Linked DNA regions of Delphinus delphis: region 2 is linked to region 1. The links are chromatin contacts, called in public Hi-C maps. All regions are on one chromosome and are shown on one strand. The core of a region is the stretch at or near the end of the contact, and the rest is flanking DNA. Distances in the headings are between cores, read along the strand shown. Region 1 holds the start of TRAPPC9 (trafficking protein particle complex subunit 9). Region 2 holds the start of AGO2 (argonaute RISC catalytic component 2).

Region 1 (6,303 bases), core at 1,933-4,432:
TTGCTAGATCATATGGTAATTCTATTTTTAGTTTTCTGAGGAACCCTCATACTGTTTTCCACAGTGGCTATACCATCTTACATTCCCACCAATGTAGGAGGGTTCTCAAGGCTGGCTAATTCTAAGGTGAAGGATTTAGTAAACCTAAACCAAACTTTTGGCTCCAGATCTAAAGCACCCTCTTCAACTGACGTATTGTTAATAAAATTGACTTGTAAATATCCATTGTCTGATTCTTTTGTCTTATTTCTCAATTGCTCCACACTCAGGAAGAGAAAAAAGGAGCGTTACTGCTTAGTCCCCTCCATTAGAACAACCTACCTTATAGGGCCATTGTGAGATTATATGAGAAATTTGTACCAAGCACATTGTACTTTACCTGCTGGGTAAATGGTAGCTACCAGGATTTTGTTATTTTGAGGGAATAGATGTGAAAGCCCTGCTCAAGTGGCTGGCTCTTCATGGTGATAAATAAGCAAATCTGTTCCCTATTGGCTTGGGCACTAGAAAGACCGGGTGAGACATGGCCCTATGGAGAAGTATCCAAGTGGACTGCATGGTGGAAGAGAGCCCTACAACATGGAAAGGAGTAAGGAAACCTTTATAATACTGTTGGTGGATCAGAAATCCTAAGAGGTGATGGGCTTTTCCCAAAGTGGGGTGATCATATGACCCAACCAGAACACTTTTAGCCAGGACAACAGGCATAAACTGGGATTGTCCGAGGCAAATCAGGATATATGATCACCCTATCCCAAGGCCATACAAGTAGCACTTGAAAGAATTGAAACGGAACTTAGATCTATCCCACTGTCCTCAAAGTGGTTTCTCATACTTGCTTTTATTAATCCTGAGAGTGACCTTATGAAGTGATTATTCCCATTTTATGTGTGAAGATATTTAAGTTATATAGTTAGTGAGTAATGGAGTTTATGCTCTGACCTGCACTTTTGACTGGTTTCAGCGGTAATTCTCAACCCCACCAAGCCTCTTTGGGCATTGGTCTTCATCTTTGAGATTGCATGCATAATTGGATGTTTCAGGGAAGTAGATTTGCCTTATGAGAGAACTTTCTAACAGGGCTCTGTATCATTGTATGAAACTTTCCACCTCTGTTAGGATTTTTTATGGAGGGGTTCTGGTGTGGGTGTGAGGTTGGACTTGATGATTTTAGATGTTCCTTCCAATCCAACTTTAAGTGTCTAAAACTCCTTGAGAGCAGGTTTGGTATATTCGTTGAATTCTCAGCATTCAGAGGAGATGCTCAGGAAACGTTAAAACTATGTAAGCAACATAAATCCAGAAGCAAGATATACCTGGGACAAGTCTGGACACCTCCCTCTGATGGCTGGGGGGCTGTGGCTAGCCTTTACATTCTCTGAGCCTCAGTTTTCTCATTGGTCAGAATGCAGAGTAGTCTCCTCCCTCCCTCCCCCACAGATTTGCTGGGACAATAAAATAAATTAATGTGAGTACATGGTAAACAGAAACATTGTACAAAAATAACAATGTTTCCTTTTGCCAGCTTTCAATCTTGCTTTCCAAATTGCTTCTCTTATCCATTTATAGAGAGAATGAGAACAAAGACGGACTATGGAAAGAGCGCAGGCGACACAGTCAGACAGCCTGGGATTTGAATCCTAAATAGCACCAGCCACTTGTGTGCCAAGTGGAGTGTTTTTCTGGACCTCAGCGCTAAGAATAGCTACCTTGTATCGATCTTATGAAGACATCGTGTGCTAAACAGGGAGCTCTATTCCTGGCACTTAGACCTCCATAAAGGGTGGCCTCTTTTAATGTCTGTTTTCTGTGTTCCGTAATTGTCAACCTGTACTCTCAGCGCCATGGAGAAGCCACCTTGGGCGGCTTTTTGTAGGGTCCTGGAAGCGTTCTCTCTTAGCCTCTGGGCACTTGTGTTGAAAATCCTTCCTGGCTGTCTTGTGTGCTGGAAATCCGTTCCACCTGTTTTGCCCTGAAGATGTGTTCTGTTTGTAATTCATTCCTACTCTTTGGAAAACAATTCAATAAAAACTAATTTGCTTTTCCACTGGCCCAGGGCAGGTATGAGGGATAGCGTATTATTATTTTATAAAAAATATATAAATAGTAAAGTCATAAAACACCACTGGTCACAGAGCAGAGAGTCAATAAATGCTGGAGTAAAGTAAAAGTGATGGCTCAGTTTTTTCCATGGCTGCTGTATTGGCCGAACTATTCCTGTCCACCATTACACTTTTTTTTTCTTATTTAGAGAGAAATAACATGAATATGGTAAAAAAATTAAAACAGAACACAAAAATACACAAGGGAAAGAAGGTCTCCCTCATCCTCTGTTCTCTCAACCCTCTCTGGAGATGCCACTGTTGACAATTACTTGTGTATTTTTCAAACATGCTATGCACATTCCAACCTATGTATGTGAATTCCTTTTTAAGTTTTACTTCTTTATTTTTAACCTGGATAACCCCTTCTGCCCCTACCTAGCAAGGTGGGCTCTGGAACTAAGGACAGCTGTCCCACACCAGGGGGCCTATTCGGAGCCCTAGACGGGACCCCCAGAGTCAGGAGTGGGTTTCCAAGGAGGAATGGGGACCAAGCACCAGCCCTCGGGCAGTCTGCTTGGGGCTCAGGCTCTGACCTTCTACTTCCCGGCCCCGCCCAGCCCCTGTGGCCTTGCACATAAGGCATGCCCTGGAGACAGGCGGCCTCAGTTTCTCAGCCTGTAAAAGGGGAACTTATACTCTCCCCAAGGTAGTTCAGAGCACTGGCGACAACGCCTGCGGCTGCGCGACACGAAGCCCGGCTCGGCGCGAGGGCAAGGAGTGTGATCCCGTAGTGGTTTTGCAAAGGCCTGGGCTGGAGGGCTGCACCACGGAGGTGAAATTTGAGCTGCGCGCCTTGAGGGCTTGGAAAGGCGCGCGGAGGCAGGAGTGGCATCTCCTTCGGGGTGCGCGGCCCCAGGAGCCAAAGCTTTTCTTTCCTTCTCAGCGGCTCTCCTTCCCCTTTTCTCCCTCTGGGTCCCTCCGTCTCCTTCCTCCTCCCTGTCCCTCCCTGCGACCATCTAGCTCCCTCCACTTTTCATCACTCCTCTCTTCCCCCTCCTCCTTCCCTCGCTTCCCCGGCGTCTCTTCCAAAACCGGGAGCGGATCCCCGGCCCGGGACGGGCCCTGCGCATGCGCAGGGGCGGTGCCGGCTCAGCCGCTTGTCGGAAGCTCCCGCTCTGAGCCGGGGTAGCGTCCGAAGAGGCTACTCGGCCCTGCCGCCCGCCAGGCCGTTGGCTCCGGGCCCGGGGGTCCGGCTGTGTAAGTGCAAGGTGGGGGGCTCCCGGGCAGGCAGGGTGTCGGGTCGGCTGCGGGAGGGCTGTCCGTGTGTCACGGCGCTCAAGGGCGCCAGCCAGCGTGTGTCCCGCCGAGGGGCTCGCCTCTGCCCACACCTGCTCGGGCCACTTGCCCCAGCCCCGTTACCCTGACCGGAGCCCGGCCACACCTGTCCACGGCCGCGTCCGCACCTGCCGAGGGCCCGGCCCGCACCTGCCGCCTCTCGGGCCCGGCCCTGGCTCTCCTTAGCTCTCGGCTGTCGTCCCCTTCCCCTCTTCCGCCCGCGGGCCCCCTCCGCCCGGCCTCCCTCTGCTCGGCCCTTTGACCCCGGGCCAGCGGGTCTCGGGACCCGGCTGGGGCCGGCCTCCGGGCGGCGCTGCAGCCCGCGCCCCCGGCCGCCTTCCCCACCCCGCGGTCCCGGGAGGCCCTCTTCTCCTTTTTCCTTCTCCTCCTCCTCTTTTGGTTTCAAAGTGTCTCAGATCCCGCTCGGCGGCGGCAGGCGCTGATTCCCGGGGATGAGCTCCTCGAATTGCAAAGTCCGGCTTCTCCCGGCCAAGTCTCGGGAAGAGAGAGCACAGTGCCTGCCTTGGTCTCCTCCCCCGGCTCATTTGCCCCACGTGAATGCCCTTTAACACGGAGTTTTCTGGTGTTCGGATGGGGTTCTTATGGATTTCACGTGTTTTTATAGAGAGAGGGATTACAGTGTTGAAAGCAGGGCTCGGTTTAGTTAAAGATGAGTTGAGGGTATGAGGCTGTGACATCCTCCATCCTCTCCCCGCCCCAGTTTAAACGCGACTGGCGATTTTTAAAACGTAGTTAATTGTCGTTTCCTAGTCCAGCCCAGATAGTATTCCTTAACACGAAATAGCAGCACTAGAGGCATGATATTGGAGAACCAGGAATATTGCAGTCCTAAAGATGTCCTGGCAAGGTTTTTTGTTTTGTTTTTCTTAAACTGTGGGACAGTCCAATAGTATAGAGGGAAAAATAGTTGTCAAGAAATATTTTATCAAATAACAGCGTTATTGAGATAATGTTCACATACGATGAAGTCCACCCGTTTAAATTGTACATTTCAGTGGTTTTTAGTATATTCACAGTTGTGCAACCATTATTATTCCAGAACATTTTCCTCACTTCAAAAAGAAATTCCATACCCGTTGGCAGTCTCCCCTCCTGCAGCCCGGGGAGCCACAGATCTACTTTCTGTCTCTAAGGAGTTGCATATTTGGGGCATTTCATGTAAATGGAATCATACAGTATGTGGCCTTTTGTGCCTGGCTTCTTTCACTTAGCATAACGTTTTCAAGGTCCACCCATGTTGTAGTAGGGTCAGTACTTTGTTCCTTTTTATGGCTAAGTAATATTCTATTGTTATGGCTAGATCACGTTTTGTTTATGCATTTATCAGGTGATGGACACTTGCGTTGTTTCCACTTTTTGGCTCTTAGGAATAATACTGCTATGAATGTTCGCATACTAGTTTTTGTGTGGACACGTATTTTCAAATCTCTTTGGTATATACCTAGGAGTAGAATGGCTGTTTATATGGTAACTCTATGTTTAACTTTTTGAGGAACTACCAAGTTGAAGAAATATATTCTTGATGTTTTAATCTTTGTATTAGATTAGTCTCAGACACCAGAGGTGGCTCAGTGCCAGGGCTTATTTCATCAGATTCTTTCTCCCTTGAAGAAAGTAGTGGAAAAGCATGGACTCTGGAACCTGGCTCCAGTTTACCCCTTACAGATTAGGAGACCTTGAGCAGCTGACTGAGCCTGGTTCCTCATCTGTAAGGTTGAAAATGGGAATGCTTGTTTCTTAGGATTGTTGTGAAGTCTAACTATGATAAGTTGTAAAGTGCCCAGTGCAGCCCTTTTCCTACCTTATATATGAGACAAATTGCCCCCCGTGGTACTTGCATATTTTGAATCTGGGGCAAAAGTGAACAAGAAGTTTGCTAATACTGAGCTGCCTCAGGGAAAAACCCTTGCCTGAGGTTGTAAGGTTTACTGAGCTGTGGCATGGAGTTGATTGTTGGTCTGCTTTTCAGGGCCTAGTTGGAACTGGAAGGGACCCAGAGGGGTCTTTTAGTCCAGGGTGACTTCATTGTTTAGATTTCATAGATTGGTAAGTGCTAAAAAGCTGGAGGGCCAATCATAGGCTTGTCAATTTTTATTTTTGCCCAGATAGAATAATGGAAGAACAAGCGCCGTCTCCCCCGCCCCGCCATTGTTTTATAAAAGCAAGAATGTTTGGGAATTCCCTGGCAGTCCAGTGGTTAGGACTCTGTGCTTTCACTGCGGTGGCCCGGGTTCGGTCCCTGGTCAGGGAACTAAGATCCTACAAGCCGTGGGGCGCAGTCAATTAAAAAAAAAAAAAAAAAAGACTTTTAACAGCAAAAGACGAGACAGTTCATAACCTAAAAATAAATGATAACAATAGTAGTTAATATTTATAAAGCACTTACTAAACTTACTTTAGTTTTATGGGAAGCTTAATATACATTGTTCATATTTTTCTCATTTTACTTCAGAGTAGAGAAATTGAACACCTCCTGTCCTCAACCTGTGTCAGACCCACAGGCCACCTGTGCACCTGTAACACACTTGCCTTTTTTGTGCATCAACTTTTTTGCTTATAGAAGAGGGGTGTTGGCAGGGGCAGTAGCATAATCTCCTGATAGATGAGAAGGGTGGGGGCCAGGCCCTGAAACTAGCCAACCTGCTGAAAAAATGCACCGTAATTTTGAAGTTCGACCTTCTTCCTTTTTTTTTTTTTTTTTTTTGTGGTACGCAGGCCTCTCCCTGCTGTGGCCTCTCCCGTTCCAGAGCACAGGCTCCGGACGCCCAGGCCCAGTGGCCATGGCTCATGGGCCCAGCCGCTCCGCGGCATGTGGGATCTTTCTGGAGGGGCACGAACCCATGTCCCCTGCATCGGCAGGCGGACTCTCAACCACTGCGCCACCAGGGAAGCCCAATGTGGA
Region 2 (6,330 bases), core at 492-2,991, 150 kb before region 1:
AGGTAGCCACCTTTTTTCCTCTTCAGCTTTTTACTACTAAATGATGTCTCCCTAAAAAATGTAGTTCAGTTTTGCCTGTTTTAGAAATTTTATACATGGACTCATGCAGTATGGCTTCCGGCTTCTTTCACTCAACCTTGTAGAGATTCCACGTTGTTGTACTTTGATGAAGGGTGTTCCTTTTCATCGCTAGATTCCACTTTATGGGTATATGTGGCTCTCACCACCTATTCTAAGACTGATGGACATCTGGGTGGTACCCAGTCCCACCCTGGTGTGCCTTCTTCCCGGACTTCCTGGGTTCCTAAACACACATTACGGCTGAGTAGCAGCCTAGGATCAAGTGCGGATTTGTGTTCCCACAGCATGAGTGTAAGGTGGAGAGGTGGTCCAGCCCCCGGTGAGGGTGGAGGTGGGGGGCAGAGAATTGGAGAGGGATGGATGGGCGTCTCTGAGGCTGATGCCATGAGACCAACTCCTGTTCATATCAGTGACTTGGTGAAGATCGAAGTCCTTTTAAGCTTCTCTCTGGAGGACAGGCTGGTTCTCCTGCATTTATTTAAAAATGTCCTTGAGGACTGCAGAGACTAGAAATAAACCTATTGGATGCTTGCAAGCAAGACTCCCGTTCATCCTCCTGCCATCCTAGGCCGGAGGAACACAGAGTTACTCGCACCCAGTGTGCAGATAAATACCTGCTTATAGGACGAAGGGATGAGCAGGCGAATATGTTTAAAGGACAATGAGCGATTTCGGATTGTATTTCACCTTCTGGTTGCTAATCGCCCACCAATTAGGGGAGAAAGGAGTTGGCCTCTGGCTCGCCTCCCTGGAAAAGGCTCCAGAAAACAGCTGGATCCCAGGGGACTTGATCCATGGAGGAGGATTGGGGCTGGAGGGAGACGTTTCCGCACAAGTGGGGCAAATAGCGAGAGTCACGGAGCGGCATGAGGGGGTTGGATAAGGACCCAACGTCAAGAAACTGGGGAGGCCCCGAGGACTGGAATGGGGCGTGTTATTTTGATCTGATCACTGACAGCAGCTAAAATTGACCAAAAACTAAAGTTCTTTAGGTGGATTATCTGGGTTCTCGGCCGGGAGGTGGCGGTGTGGTAGTGAGCGAGGACCGGGGCGCGTTCAAGTTCAAGCTCCGGGTCGGGAGGAACCTTCGCGACATTCCTGTTTCGTTAATAACTTAAAAAAGCCTGGCGGAGATGCCGGGGCGCCAGGACGCGACACGACCACGTCAACACGGTGCCCAAGTTCACCCGGTCCGGCGGGGGCTAAGGGTGGGGAAGGGTCCGGCCCTCGAGCAGCCAGAACGGGCTCGGCGGCGGGGAAACAAGGGGTGTGTTTTCTTTTCTTTCTTCCCGGCCTCCGGTGGCAGCGCCGCGCGGCCCGCTCCGCCCAGTCGGAGGAGACGTCGCTCTTCTGAGTGGCTGCGAGGGCCGCCCCCAAGGCCCCCCCAACCCCGCGCCCGCACCCGCGCCCCGATCCCCTGCCCGCCCCCCCACCCACCCCGCCGCCGCCGCCGCCGCCGCCGCCGCCGCCGCCGCCGCGCGGACCCGCCCCGCCTCCCCTCCCCCGGCCCCTCCCTCCTCCCCCGCCCTCCTCCCGGCCTCCCTCCCCCCTCCCCCGCCCGCTCTCCCTCGCCCCTCCCCCGCCCGCCCGCCCGCCCGCCAGCCCGCCGCCTCCGCCCGCCGCCCCGGCCGCGTCGGGTAAACCTGTTTGGCGGCCGCGCCGGGGCGGATCGTGCGGCCGGCGGCTCCCTCGCGGCTCGCGGCGTCGGGGCCCGTGGCGCGCGCGCGGCCGCCCCTCGGCCCCGGAGCCCCTCGGCGGCACCACCATGTACTCGGGAGCCGGCCCCGGTGAGTCCTCGCGCTCGGGGCGCCGGCCCGGCCGCTCGCGCGCTCCTCCCCGCGGCGCCGGCGGCGGTTGGCGGGCTGGGCGCGAGCGCGGCGCGGGCAGCGGGCGGGCGCCGGGGGATCGGGGCTGGCGGGCCGGGAGGCCGGGGATCGGGGCCGCCGGCCGTTTCCTCGGCCCCGCGGCGGACACGCAGCCCTGGCCTCCTCGGGCCCGAGTCATCGGGGCGCCCCGCGCGGCCTGGGCCCTCCCCGCGCTGCGTTCCCGCCGCGGTCCGGTGGGCTGGGACCGGGCCGGAGCGGGAACTGGGCCGGGCGGCCCGCGTGTAGGCCCGAGGCCCGGGCGCCCGCCTGGCCCGGCCTCCTGCGCCAGGCGCCTGGGCCCTTGCGCCGCGCGGGGCTGGCGGGGCCGACGGGGCTGGCGGGGCCGGTGGCCGAGGCCCGGGTCGGGCTCTAAGCGCCAGAGGGCGTTGAGGCCCGGGCCGGGGGCGCCGAGCTCGGGGCGCGGGCGGCACGGGGAGGAGCGCTGCTGCTCGGCGCAGATCGAGCCGCGGCGAGCCTGGAGCGCTCTCAGTTTCGTTTTTCTTTTTGCCAGTACTTCTGCGGCCCCTTCTCTGAAGGAAAGTCTGGAAATGCTGAATTTTGGCCAATTCGTGCTGGTAGTTAGGGCCGTAGACTGAGAGGGATAGGAAGCGGCACCCTAAAACTGCGTGCGTCTCATTTTCATTCCAGACACACCGGCTCCTTATTCAAGTACTAATTTGCCTTTTGCAGTTTACTAGAGGAAGGTAAGGAGATGTGCTGATTTCCTTAGCATCCCTTCTTACTAGTCAGCCTCTCTTTCTTTAGAAAAGTTCTAAAAAACTTAAAGCAGTAACACGTTTTTTTTTTAACTTTTTTTTTTTTTGATGTAGAGTGGAAGGGCGATTAACTTGCTGGGCCAAGAAAATGGTGAAGTGTTGTGAAGCTCTCTCCGTTTCCCGCCAGGCACGTGGCTCCTAAATTTCCCGCTGGCCCTGCCACTTGGACAGGGCATTTCCCGTCCCCTTTGTCCACCAGGTTCCAGCGGGCTGCAGGCCCTGCCGGCTCGGCATACTGTTGCCTTCTCCCAGGGGCCCTAAGCCCTCCCTGGCCTCCTGCTGATGGGGCCCTGGCCCGACCTGTTCCGGGCTCTCCTGATCCATTTGGGTCCTTGACGTTTTCCCCCACTGCTGTGTCTGTTCACAAACAGCTCTCTGCCTTGTGAATACTTTTTTTTGATGTCACTTAGTTAGAAAGGTTCTCCAAGGCTGAGCCTGACCAACTTTTAAATCCTTACGGGCCCTCAGCAGTTTGATGGAAGAATGGTTTTAGGCGTAATGGTTTTAACCGTAATCTGGAAGGTGACTCAGCCCCGGTGGGGAAGGGCCGGGGGCTCTGTAGTCAGGGTCCTGGGAGCAGACTTGGCTCCGGGAAGCCCCGGATGGGCAGCGCCCACCCGTGACATGGCAGGGTCGGCCCTCACCTCCGTGAGTGAGAATCTCCCCGCTGATTCCTGTAGAGGAGCCCAGCAAGTGTTAGCCACTACACTCTACATTTTTTTCACATTTTCAGTTTAAAAGTTGAAGGCCCAGAAAAAGCGAAGAACCTTGAGGAAGGTCAAACCTTTGTGTTGTGTCTGACGTTAACTAATCCATCGGACAGCTTGCTAAGTTGGTGGTGGTCATTTTGAAGATGGACAACAGAGGCTCAGAGAGGTTAAGAGCCTTGCGAAGGTCATATGGCCAGCGAGCATTAGGACGATCTGTCTGATCTCCGCTGACTCTCCATACATTCTCCTTAAAGAAGTGGCTCTCAGTCCTTTTGACCTTGACCCCCAATAAGAAACACCTGTTACATGTAGACTGGACCCATGTCCTCGCGTGTTTGGGTGTAATTGAAACTCGAGCTCAGGAAGCACAGCTAACTCATGCTGTGTGCTCTGCACTGGGATATTTTCTGGTCTATTTCATTTTCAAGAAAGCTTTAGTTCTCTGGATCTCCAGGCTCATTTCAGGTCCTTAACGGCTCTTGGAAAAATCATGCTCTGATGTGGGCCTCTGCATTGTGGCCTGGTGGGGAGAGGGCCCCTTGTTCTCGGTTCACAGATAAACCTGCCCTGAAATCGGACAGCTTTGGTTGAAAAAATAAATGGGTAGTTCTTAACCAATGGCAGGATGGGAATGAAACCAAATTTCAGGCTGTGCACGCGTGCTGTCATTATAAGGCGTTTAATTTTGTGGTGCTGTTTAATTTTATTCTACACACTAAGGTTTTTAATTTTTAAGAGGAATTTTTGGAATAGAGTCTCTTCAATGAAACTCTTTTTAATGTATTTCCTAATTTAGAATAATAAAAAGACATTTGATCTGGATTGTAGAAAAAATTACAAATAGTTTTGCTACTTCCATTTTAATACAATTATTAAGTGACTTACTAAGTAAGTTAATATAAAAAATAGAGTCCACAGTAAGCCTGCGTTATGCCCGTTACAAATGCTGTTACATATGTGAATTGGTATGTGGACTCTAAAGTTAGGTATGTTACTATTTCTTAGGTTTTTTTTTTTTAACTATTCCAAAGAGTTAGTGGTTTAGAATGGGTGGACTCCCCAGTGACCCTGAACCTTCACAGATGATCAGTCAATTTTTTTTTGTAACCACTTAAAGACCTTAAATGGAGTCTCAATGTTGCATGCTCCAAGGGGGTTGTTTCTGTCGGTTTCACGTGCTCAGACTCCTGTGGGTTCCATTCCTCACAGCTTTGCTACAAAGTAACTTCAGCGACATCTAAGGATTACAACTCTGAGAATGACCAACTTTCACTGTGGTTTCTAGTGTCAGTTAACTCCTCCTGCACCCCGCTTCTTCTCCCTCAGTTATCTCAGTGAAGATATGACCGCTCTTCCAATAACAGTGCACTGTTGCCAAGCAGCAGCCGGCCCTTTGCCTGGGTGAAGCTGTGTCAGGCCGGAGGGCGTGGCTGGGTAGTCTGCTGCCCTCTTGTTTTGTGAACACTCAGAATGTATCACTTGACTTTTAAAATAGTTTCTATTGTGAATTAATTTAAAGTACACACGAGTAGACTGAGTGGTATAATACGGCTCCCATTTCTCCATCACCAGCTTCAACAACTATCAAGATTTTCCACATTTGCTTCAAATCTGCCCCTTTCTCCTTCTTCGCGGAAATACTCGAGTGAGTTCCAGATCTGTCGTTTCACCCTGAATACTTAAGTACCATGTCTGAAGGATGGGGACATTTACAACTCAGTGCCATTGTCACACTTAACAGTCCGTAATCAATTTTTCTCATCGCAGAAGTGTGTTTACTTCCCGGTTGTTTTGGATCCTGAATTTTATTAAAAGTTCACACACGGATTTGGTTTTATGCTTTTGAGGCTCTTTAATCTCGACTCTACAGCTAGCCCCCCACCCCCACCCCGTAAGACAATGAGGTCCTTAAGATCTCTTCTTCAGGGGATGCATATCTTTCCCCCCAGTTTTCTTTAATTGTTCAGGTCCCTGTGTTTCTATGGGGAAGGCTGATGAGATCCAGTTGCTCGTAAGTTTAATTCAGACGCACTTATCTTCAGCGATGTTTTGGGACAGGTAGCTTTGCATCTTTAACTTTCAGTGCAGTGGAATCCACTTTTTACGTGGGGCTCTGTCAGCAGAAGGACCACGGTGTGACGTGGAAAACGAGCCTGGTGCTCGTGCCTCTCGTGCAGCTTCTCTCCTCATCCGACTCGGTGGACCCCTCCTTCCCCAGTGTGTGGTAGGGAGACGGCTCTCAGCGCCCTTCTGTTTGCTCCCAGTCATTTCTCTCGACTTTGTGACTCACCCCCAGCTTAGCCGCCTCTGTCGATGGCCCGCTGCCAGCGCCCTTGCCTCCCAGGCCGGGGTTTGGTGCTGGGGTTACAGGCCTGTCCTTTTTCACTCTAGGCAGTGAAAAGGTCATTAAGTATTTACCATTCTAATTTTTTGTCTGCATTTTTTTCCCTCAAAATTTAAAACCCTGAAACGTCCTCACTCTTTGTGACCAGGCAGCTGTGCCCTCCTAATTTATCTTTGGACAGAGCTGTACCCTTGGCGACGCTACAGTTTATCCTCTAAACTGGGAACTTGTGCAAGTGAAACAGGGCACTCTTAATAACTTCCCTGGGACGACAGGTGTGCACGGACGGTGGCCAATCAGGGTGGATGTCTCCCTAACAACATTCCTTGAATCTTAGCCTCGTAGACAGGCTCAGAATCAAAGGGCTTCAGCATTGCTCACTTGTCTGACGCCTCAGTGCTTCCCACTTACTACTAAAATCCTCATACAACCTGAAGGTCACAGACGCCATCTCAGAGGGCTGCTGCTTTGTGCCGCAGGGGTGCGCTGCATCCCCCTCCTGTGGTTCACTGCAGGTGGAGGAGACGGCCCAGCCCTGCCTGCTGAGAACTTGA

What was found. Hi-C and Micro-C count contacts between places; a contact is called where the count stands out from the background.
Region 2: a Hi-C map of lung shows a contact between it and region 1, with 5 times the contacts expected there. The contact joins the promoter of AGO2 here to the promoter of TRAPPC9 in region 1. A contact is called at or near these places in 2 of 3 Hi-C or Micro-C datasets (lung and muscle).

What each region holds. Positions count from the first base shown.
Region 1 is chr17:77,445,376-77,451,678 of mDelDel1.2, reverse strand. It overlaps TRAPPC9 (trafficking protein particle complex subunit 9), which reads left to right and starts at 3,182. Exons shown (of 22, transcript XM_069539993.1): 1 at 3,182-3,302.
Region 2 is chr17:77,596,563-77,602,892 of mDelDel1.2, reverse strand. AGO2 (argonaute RISC catalytic component 2) reads left to right here and starts at 1,741. Exons shown (of 19, transcript XM_059995239.1): 1 at 1,741-1,868. The coding sequence starts at 1,847.